3 separate regions of the Mus musculus genome follow, and regions 2 and 3 are each linked to region 1. The links are chromatin contacts, called in public Hi-C and promoter capture Hi-C maps. All regions are on one chromosome and are shown on one strand. Each heading gives the region's core, a stretch centred on a gene start, on an enhancer-like site or on the middle of the called end of the contact. The rest is flanking DNA. Distances are from core to core; before and after follow the strand shown.

Evidence for each region. Promoter capture Hi-C pulls out the DNA fragments that hold promoters and counts their contacts. A called contact is a pair of places that touch in the nucleus more often than the background predicts.
Region 2: a contact with region 1 is called in a Hi-C map of B cells, with 19 read pairs. The contact joins the promoter of Plek here to the enhancer-like site in region 1. A contact is called at or near these places in 1 of 484 Hi-C or Micro-C datasets (B cells) and 2 of 115 datasets of contacts at active chromatin or transcription factors (bone marrow-derived macrophages and large pre-B cells).
Region 3: a contact with region 1 is called in a promoter capture Hi-C map of second pharyngeal arch cranial neural crest. The contact joins the promoter of Egfros here to the enhancer-like site in region 1. A contact is called at or near these places in 11 of 39 promoter capture datasets (the 3T3-L1 cell line, the C10 cell line, cranial neural crest and 7 more), 1 of 15 datasets of contacts at CTCF or cohesin (the NIH/3T3 cell line), 1 of 484 Hi-C or Micro-C datasets (bone marrow-derived macrophages) and 2 of 115 datasets of contacts at active chromatin or transcription factors (fibro-adipogenic progenitors and pancreatic cancer cells).

Annotation. Positions count from the first base shown.
Region 1 is chr11:16,557,910-16,560,968 of GRCm38.p6, forward strand. No RefSeq gene overlaps it. Among named protein-coding and RNA genes, the nearest start is that of Sec61g, 51 kb to the left of the region's middle. RefSeq lists an enhancer at 960-1,879. Within about 2 kb of position 1,667, at least 120 of the 459 cell types and tissues checked have an H3K27ac peak or open chromatin away from gene starts, as enhancers often do. A contact at or near this core is called in the NIH/3T3 cell line, fibro-adipogenic progenitors, liver and 3 more, where this site is marked.
Region 2 is chr11:17,007,098-17,010,156 of GRCm38.p6, forward strand. Plek (pleckstrin) reads right to left here and starts at 1,621. Exons shown (of 10, transcript NM_019549.2): 1 at 1,460-1,621. The coding sequence starts at 1,501.
Region 3 is chr11:16,829,163-16,832,221 of GRCm38.p6, forward strand. It overlaps Egfros (a long non-coding RNA gene), which reads right to left and starts at 1,588. Exons shown (of 3, transcript XR_003949851.1): 1 at 1,282-1,588. The region is part of intron 1 of Egfr (epidermal growth factor receptor); the gene reads left to right.

The sequences.
Region 1 (3,059 bases), core at 417-2,916:
ACTCAGGAAGATGCCGCATATTCTCCATGATCAGAGTTCTTTTCTGATGGAAGTTCCAGAACACATGTTACTCTAACTAATGTTCATAACACCTTCTAAGTAATTGATAACAAAAAGTTCATAAGCAAAATTGAGGGAATAAAGCTCAAATCCACCCCTGCTGTAGGCCCCTCGTTTGTATATAAGCACCTTTCTCCTGGCCAATGTACCATGGTGTCACCAGTCAGTCATTACTACAGTCATACCACCTTATGAGTCCTCTTCTTTATCCATCCACACAAAGGTTTTGTTGTGACTCCCAGGTTTTTATTTCACACTAAGTTGCCTTTAACAATAATATTGTTTCTTGTAAGTCACTGTAAATCATGCATTCTACACCTAAAGACTGACTGAGTTACTCTCACATATACAAATCCTCCACACAGGAAGGTTTTCTTTCTCTCTCTCTCTCTCTCTCTCTTTTGTTTTGTTTTCTTTTCTTTTCTTTTCTTTTCTTTTTTTTTCTTTTCTTTTCTTTTCTTTTCTACAAACCAGTAATTCCCATTCACAGAAGTCTTGACATAACTACTCTCTTTTCTTTCAGAGGTGTGTGTGTGTGTGTGTGTGATGTGTGTGTGATGTGTGTGTGTGTGTGTGTGTGTGTGTGTGTGTGTGAGATGTGTGTGTGTGTGTGTGATGTGTGTGTGTGTGTGTGTGTGTGTGATGTGTGTGATGTGTGTGTGTGTGTGATGTGTGTGTGTGTGTGTGTGTGTGATGTGTGTGTGTGTGTGTGATGTGTGTGTGTGTGTGTGATGTGTGTGTGTGTGTGATGTGTGTGTGTGTGTGTGTGATGTGTGTGTGTGTGTGTGTGATGTGTGTGTGTGTGTGTGTGTGGATGTGTGTGTGTGTGTGTGTGTGTGTGTGTGTGTGTGTGGATGTGTGTGTGTGTGTGTGTGTGTGTGTGTGTTTAATTCTATTCTTGTGTGTCCCTGTTTCTCTTTGTAGTTTCTCTGCAGCCATCAGATACATTTTGATAGATTTGTTTTACATTGTCTGTGGTTTTCATTGAGTAAGATTCTTAACTAAGTATGCAAAGACAATTTCCTGAAAAATTTTTCACGGTTGCATGCAGTTACTGACTTGAATCCAGACTGATGAATCTGCTCTGAGAATCTGCTGTGTCTGTGTGCAGAGGCCTCACCCCCACACTCATTTCCTGCTATGTAAAAGTCTTGAAATAGTTGGAGGGAAATAACCCTAAGAATATAACAAATTACGTGCTGCTCTCATAGAAGAGCATTAGTTCAGGGGTTGCCAGGAGTTTATTTCTGAGTAATTCAGATAGAGCACTTGCCAAAAAAATGCCATCTAATGTTTCAGTTGAGGAGCGATTTATTTTCAAAAAGATTTCCAGATGTTCACGTTCACTTTAAAAGGCCGTGTTTTTCAAAGTACATGACCTTGACTTGAAGTTGCTCTATCAAGTTACACCCTTTTGTTTAATGTATTTAAAGGGAAAAATTTTGCCCCGTTTGCTTTGCCTCCTGATCGTCTTAGCTCAGGAAATCCCCGTCAATGAGTGCACTTTGAGTCAACAGAGCAACCGTCTCTTCAGGAGAAGCTGTGCAGGAGACTTGTGCCACATCTGCTTCTGGTCTGTGTAGCTCCAGTGATGGCTGCCGCTGCAGCTGCTGCGTGAGAACTCGGCCTTTTCCAGCCTCCCACTAACCGAGAGCGGGGAGGAGGCCACAGTGCACAGTGACCTCTGGTATATCATGCACTCCTCTGTGTAAACACGTTCCTCGAAATGTATATATGTATTCAGAACAGGACCCCTTTAGTTCGTTAAGATGTCAGAATGAAAATGTATACACACTGCGCAGTGGAGTTCCAAATCCTGGGTTTCACTAATACATAAAATGACTAGAAATGATGTGTTACTCGATGTGTTGTCTGTATGTTAGATATAAACAAGAAAAATCTAATTTCTAGGCAAAATTAATTTATTTATACAAGAGAAGTATTGAACGTACTACTTCACAGCTGTCTAAACATCAGACTTAGGCTCCTAGAAAAGAATAAAAAATTCTCACAAAAATAAAGTCGAATAATCTTTCTCTGTTGAAAGCCAGCACTAGTTTAATTATTAGTACTATGAATAATATTGTAATTTATTGGCATAAAGTCCACATTCCTATGAGAATGGAGAACAGTTTCCAGTCATCTTTGTGGTGCCCTATAAATGCCTTCTACCTGGATCAGAACGCCTTACCTACAGTCAGTATTCACTTCCAGGTCTTTTACACTACGGATTCAAAAATGCTTCTGTTTAGATGTTTGCCTGTGATAAGGCTCTAGGCACTTTACCCTGATAATTAACAGCAGAGCCTTCTCATTGGCTCCACATGAATTCCAGCCAGCTCTACTTATTTCTGGGCAAGTAATTTCATGTCTTCTCATCAGAGAAGTTAGGGTGAATTGTAGTCAGTTAGGGACCAACAGTATCATGCCTAAAACTAAAGTATATGGTGTTTTATTATTAACATTGTACTTATTTCTATTATTATTTTCATCAATTATAGGTCACCTTAATTATCATTATGAAATTTATGAGATTCTAGAATTCATTTGTTTGAACAAGGTTTAATTACTTGCATAAAAAACAAAGCCTATAATTGTACAAGCTAGGTCCTTTAACTTTTTGTTTTGTTTCGTTTTGCTTTTTGATACAGTCATCATGCTCATTTCCTTAAGGACATTCTTTTTTGTTTTGTTTATGGGTCATTTCCATTGGAGACCTACTACAGCAGGTAATGCTTCAAATTCCACACTTCAGATAGAAGTCAGGATGGCTGTGACCCTGGCTGAGCTCTTGATGGCTGCATGGCACAGCTTCCAGTTGCTTAGCTTTAGTCTGTGGGTCACATCACCACAGAGAGCTCAGCTATTCCACTTGCATGTTCATGTACGAACACAAGGTGTTGGCTATAAAAACAGAGAGTCTTATAACTCTGCTGCCAGGGATTGTGTAGCTGTGTTTATACAAAGTAAAATAGTCCTGAACAAGGGAATATCCATTT
Region 2 (3,059 bases), core at 371-2,870, 450 kb after region 1:
ACAAAGGAAGTTTCAAAATTCAATTATCCTAAGAGAATGCACTGAAGATGCATGAATTCCCCAGCACCAACTCATAACTCTCACCACCACAGATAAACTGTAAGCACTAGTGGAGATTAGCTTTCCTTCAGGAAAACCTTAGGGTGCTAAACAGAGATCTCAGGGCTCAGGGGATAGAGAGGGTATTTCTCCTGACTCTGTCATACATACCTCTGGGCATGACACAGATGAATGAAAGTTTCTTTCTAATTTGAAATAAAAAGTGGAACCAGGTTGTGATATGTACCATTTAGTGTCCTATGTTCATAGACATAGAACATTTTAAGGTAAAAAGAAACAGATGGATGAGCTAAAATAAAGATGCAGCTGGACCAGATTGTTCATTCCTGAAATCGTAGGGTCTGGGAGACTGAGGCAGGAGGCTTGCAACCAATTTAAGGTTAGCCTTGGAAATACATTAAGAGCTATAGAGTAAGACCCATTCTCAAAACTTGATTAACTAGATATTTAATTAACTGCATTGAGTTTTAAAAAGATAAGAGCAACACTGGCTGCTCATGTGGTTAGAAAGCTTCTTGTGGAAGTTTAGTCAGAAGCAACATTTCTGAGCGGCTTCATGAACCCACTTGGCTCCATGAAGTGTGTTTGTGCACAGAGTATTGCCCACAGGATGCCAGCAGTCCCGATGTGTGAATTCACCAGGTAAGGAGCTTTCACAACTCAAAGCACACAACACCAGCAGCACAAAGACTAGAAACAGCATCAAAATTCAAATTTTCATAACACTAAGCTATTTTTGGCATTCTCACATTTCCACTTCTGTTCTTTAAGATGATACATCTACCACTTTGGTGGACTGTTATACAAATTCATTAAGTTGTGGGTAAAAGACTACAGCCAACACCCACCGTCACCACCTGGAACCACCTTCACACCCTTGAAACAGAAGCGTAAGTGGGAGAACGCCCAAGAAATTAGCTATATTGTTTTTCTGCTTGTTGCTCACACAAACACTGGCAACCCCTAACTCTTCTACAGCCCTGTCAATTTAAATAAGAGCTAAACAGTTCTCCAAGCAGCTTTTCTAACAGAACAATTTGAGACTTTCCCCCCACAGAAGGCAATGTTTAGCTGTTGCAACGTGTTTTAAATCATGAAAAACTAAATCTGGATTTTCATCGTCCACACCCTGAATGTTCGAATTCTCAGGCTCGTAAGGGCAAACTGTGCTGAAGCCCGAACTAGATTAATTCACTTTTAAGGGGAAAAAAAGGGTGTAGGGGAACACATGGAGGTAGCCCCACCCCAGTACACTGTATGATGTAATACTCTTTCATCCTAATCTAATAGATCCAACATGGAGCATCCCTGGAAGGGATGGACAGAGAGTATGGAGCAAACACTAATCCCCTGTAAGCCCCTCTCTAAGTCCAGCCTTGTAAGTGACCTCCCTACTTACCTTCTTCACAAGGTATCCCTCCCTGATCCGCTTTGGTTCCATGCCTGGTGGGGAGACACACGGGTCCACTCTTGTCGTCTGAGGAGCTCAGTCTCCTCTGAAGGCTGAGGTGTTTGTGGGCTGCCCTTTTTACAGGGAGGTCTCTTTCACAATTTCTCTTCTGCTGGTGACTACGTGATGACATCCTTTTCCCCTCTCTGGGGTGACGAGTCAGAAAGAGGAACTAGATATCTGAACAGCCCATGCTTTCCTAATGATGGAAATAATAACGCACAGCTTAGTCAAATATTTACCCATATGTAAAAGTCCTGACCTAAAGAGAAAAAAAATGGTAAGAGATGAATAATAAAACTTTATCGCCTGAGACTGTCCTGCTTAGGAATTGTTCTTGAAGTATTGAAAAAGTACTTAATAAAATGCCAAGACGCTGTCTCCATCCCCACACTGGCATGTGGCCCAGCCAGTCAGGTGAGTGCTCGCCACCCCACACACACACCCACCCACCCTGTCTTTGTTGTCCCCACAAATCCTAGGAGTCCCAGCTGTAAAGAAAAATGAAATCATGAAATTTTCAGATGAGTGGGTGAACTGAAAAATATTATACTAACGTAACCCAGCCCTAGAAAGACAAATGTCCCATTTCCTCTCTTGTTTATGAATCCTAGATCCAGATCTTTAGATTTGAATAAGTAACTTGTAGTCATCATAGAAGTCAGGAAAGTAGAAAGAGATCATCCAAGGGGGGTGGGGGACAGTGCACTCCAGAGATGGGTTTAATGGGATACAGGTGTTATCCCTTTTAATAGGAACAAGGAAAGGGGGAAGTGGGGAACCAGCTTTAAATGGGGAGAGAAGAAGAAAGGTAATTCAGAAGTAGAGGAGGAAGAAGAGACAAATAGTACTTAGGATGTTTGGAAAAGCCCTAAGGAAAACATTATTTCATATGGTTATTTTTATAAAAATACATATATGGTGTGTGTGGGGGGCATTGAAGTGAAGTTGTGCCACAAAAGCCATAGACTATCTAACAAAAATCCCAGTACCTGGCAGGCATGGGAAACCGCCCTTCAAATTGTTGGTCAGAGAGATCCAGAAAATTCTCAAAACAATAGAATGAAATGTGTTTGTATATACCTTTAATTCCAGCGCTCAGGAGGCAGGGACAGGTGGATCTCTGTGAGTTTGAGGCCAGCCTGGTCTATATAATGTGTTCCAGGATAGCCAGAGCTACATGGTGAGATCCTGTCTCAATGAGGGGACAGAAAATATATATTATAGCCATTTGCTATTGTCCTTGGATGCCTCGCAGATATTAAAAGTATGATCCTATTGCTAAAGACAGTTCATACTTCAGACACAGGACTTGGAATATTTGAGGTAGAACTTTCCAGGAAGTCTCCTCCATGAGGACTAGTGCTCATAGTATCAAAAGGTACTGTGCAAGGTGCCCAGGGAGAAAGGCTAATCAACAATCCTTTCTGCTTTACAGCCTGTGAACTACAACAATGACCAGCCCAGCAAGATATCTCAGTGGTGCAGTAGTGGCACTTACATTTTGGAAGTAATCAACAACTGTCTAATTGGATTTAAGGCTCACATA
Region 3 (3,059 bases), core at 338-2,837, 270 kb after region 1:
GGTGAGGATCTAGGACAAAGCAGAGAGTTGTCCTTTCCACAAGTGAGACCACTTCTTTTTTGTTTACTTTTGACAATCAAAGTAATGCTTACTTCATAGAAGCTCAAAAATTATGGAAAAATATGACAGTGTTAAAATTTATATAACCTTACATCCCACAACTCAAAATTAGTATAGGACCTCCTCATTTTTGCTTAGTAAATAGCATGAGAATAGTTGTCTAAGGAAAATGTCAACAAAATAAGAATCACACATTGGAAAAGTAACTCAGAGCTGAGTTCTTCAGAATTAAATTCTAGAAATTTTCTTATTTTTTTTCTCTTTAACTTCCTGTTACTGTTTGTGCATATTTTCTTGCAGAAACAGAAATCTAGCTAACTCTTTTGATAATATCCTGTATTTGGGTGTGTGGATAGCCCGTACTATGCCTGTCGTGTCTTCAATTCTCCCATATTTGGCACATTCCTTTGAAAGGCCTGAATGAGCACTCCCAATGTTGCATGTTTATGTAGTGAGGCCAGCTTCTGTGGGTAGCTGTGGGAAGTGAAGACTATTGTTAAGTGATATGAAGTGCTTTGTAGAATCTGATAATGTGTAGTTAAGAGGGACGAAGATCAAGTGCTTGAGATTTGTGAATAACAGTGGAAAGAACTGAGGGCTGTGTGCTATGACCAGAGGGATGGGGAGGAGGCTGCATCTTCACCCTCCTGTGGAACTCTTTCAGAGTTCATCTGGTGCTGGTATAAGAGATGGTGAGTGAGGAGAAATATGATGGTCCAACAAGCAACTTAAAGTCCAATGGCGTTGACCTCTACAGTGGACAACAATCATACCAAATGCATGCGGCTTTGTCATAGAAACACGGCGGCAAGGTCCTGAAGCTTGTGTTTTAATGATGAAAGCAGAAATGTAGATGGAAGGATATAACCGGGGGACCCATGCCAACACTCACAGATCTTTCATTCCCCTAGATGTGCAATTTTTTTTCTAACGAGAAACTTTGCATAGTCATGATAATAAAATAGAATAGCATGATAAACCTTGGCTGCAAAGAAAGCAATAGAAACAGCATTTAATAAGCTAGACATCACAGGTCCACAGGGTGGATAGGTTGCCTTATTTGGCCATAAATTCCCTCACCTTGGAACTTAGACAGCGCACATATTAATGGAACTTAGACAGGGCACATATTATTGCATAGAGAAGAGTTATTATGAGATCTGCAAAGCTGCTTACGTATCTTTCCACCCAACGTACTGATGTGACCCAAACAAAGCTTACCTGCATGTGCTCACACTCTCTCCGAAAGACTACGCAAAGGTTCTCGCTAGAAAAAAAAATGTATATCTAGGGGAATGAAAGATCTGTCAGTGTTGGCATGGGTTCCCAGGTAATTGGCTTTAAGCAAATTTTGCTGTTGGGATAGAGCCTCGCGATCCTGAAAATAAATAAATAAAAAACAAGGGCCTTTCTCTGAAGTGGCAATGCTAGCTGCCGGCTGGAAGCAAATCCTGTGTCAGGGACGGCACTGAAGCAAGACAGGGCAGGTTCTAAGGCAGTGATTCAGTGGCCTCCTGCTTTCCCATGTGACTCATTGTTAGTCAGAAAGTTACCTTTGCAGAGAGACTGGATAGCATGTCAGCTCTTAAAGTGATACTCGCTCTGTGCTTAGGTGTGAACCTGGGTTTCCCATGACAAATTTAAGACAGGTTACTGCTCTTAGATTGTGTTCCTTTTCTGGCAATGGAAGTCTGACCTGTGAAAGTCTACAGCAAACGAAAAGAAAAGCATCCTCCTTTCCAAAGAGCACTGACAGAGTTCTAGACCGCTTTGTAAAGAAAAGGGGAGCAAGCTCCTTCCTGGTGGGTGGGGCACATCAGCTATGCAGTGTCTGGGCCAAAAGACCTTTTCCATTGAGCATGATCACCCAGCTAATCAGATTTGAAAGTGCTTTCAGGCTTAGGATAAATGGGGAAAATATTCCAAAACATATGAGCATTCATCGCAGAAGTAAAACATTCTAAGATATTATTGTGGGGCAAGAAAGAATCTTACAATTCTTAAGAGAATTTCAAAGGGTTTCCAAAAAGACCTTTTAAGGTTTTTATTTTTGTTTAATTTGTGAAACTCATTATTTAAAGCTGCACATAATATACTCCCTAGTATAATATATTTCATGGTATAAAATTTTGGACATAATGTCCACGATATCTTCTAGTCTGTATGTTTCTATAAATGGGAATAGAGTCAGAAAGAAAGAGGGGGGTAGAAGGAGAGGGAGAGGGAGGGAGGGAGGGAAGGAGGGAGGGAGGGAGAGAGAGAGAGAGAGAGAGAGAGAGAGAGAGAGAGAGAGAGAGAGAGAGAAATAGAAGGAGGAGGAGGGGGAGGAGGAGGAGGAGGATCCTGGATTGGACATAGTCTTTCTATGAAACAGAGTAAACAACAAAACAGAAGTATTCTTTCGAATTGTTGTGTTCAAGGTTGTTCACTCTTCCGAGGGCCATCTCCTTCAGCGTTGGATAGCCCGAGCACAGAAGAAGGAGCAGGAACAGGTTAAAATCAGCCTAAATACTTTGACTTACATCAACCTCAGTGATTTGCAAGCCCCCCCACTTTTTTTTACATCTTAAATGTCTTACAAATATTCACTCATCTATCATTGTCTTAGCATGTATCCCAAACCAAGACTGTACAAGACCGCCGCTGAGAGGACAAATTCAAAGTAAAGCGGCCGTCTCATTCTGTAACCTCCGTGTTTTCCTGCCCTTTCCTCTTCCCATCTGGAAGTAGAATTGCAAATACTGCTTTGTATGCTTTATTTCTAACTGGTTTCAGCCTGCTCTCCTTTCTTCTGCCTCTCACTGGCTGTCATCCACTAGACTGCACATGACCAGCTGGCCCTTGGCAGATCTTGGGCCCAGGTGTGAAGTAGCTGGAGAAGCATTCTGAAGCCAGGATGGGAGTGATTTCATTTTCCATTGATGCTATGCAGAGATGAAGGGGATTCAAGTGCCTCCTGAAAAGCTTCCTCCAGTGAGTGGAGTTTTGGGGGGTTTCCA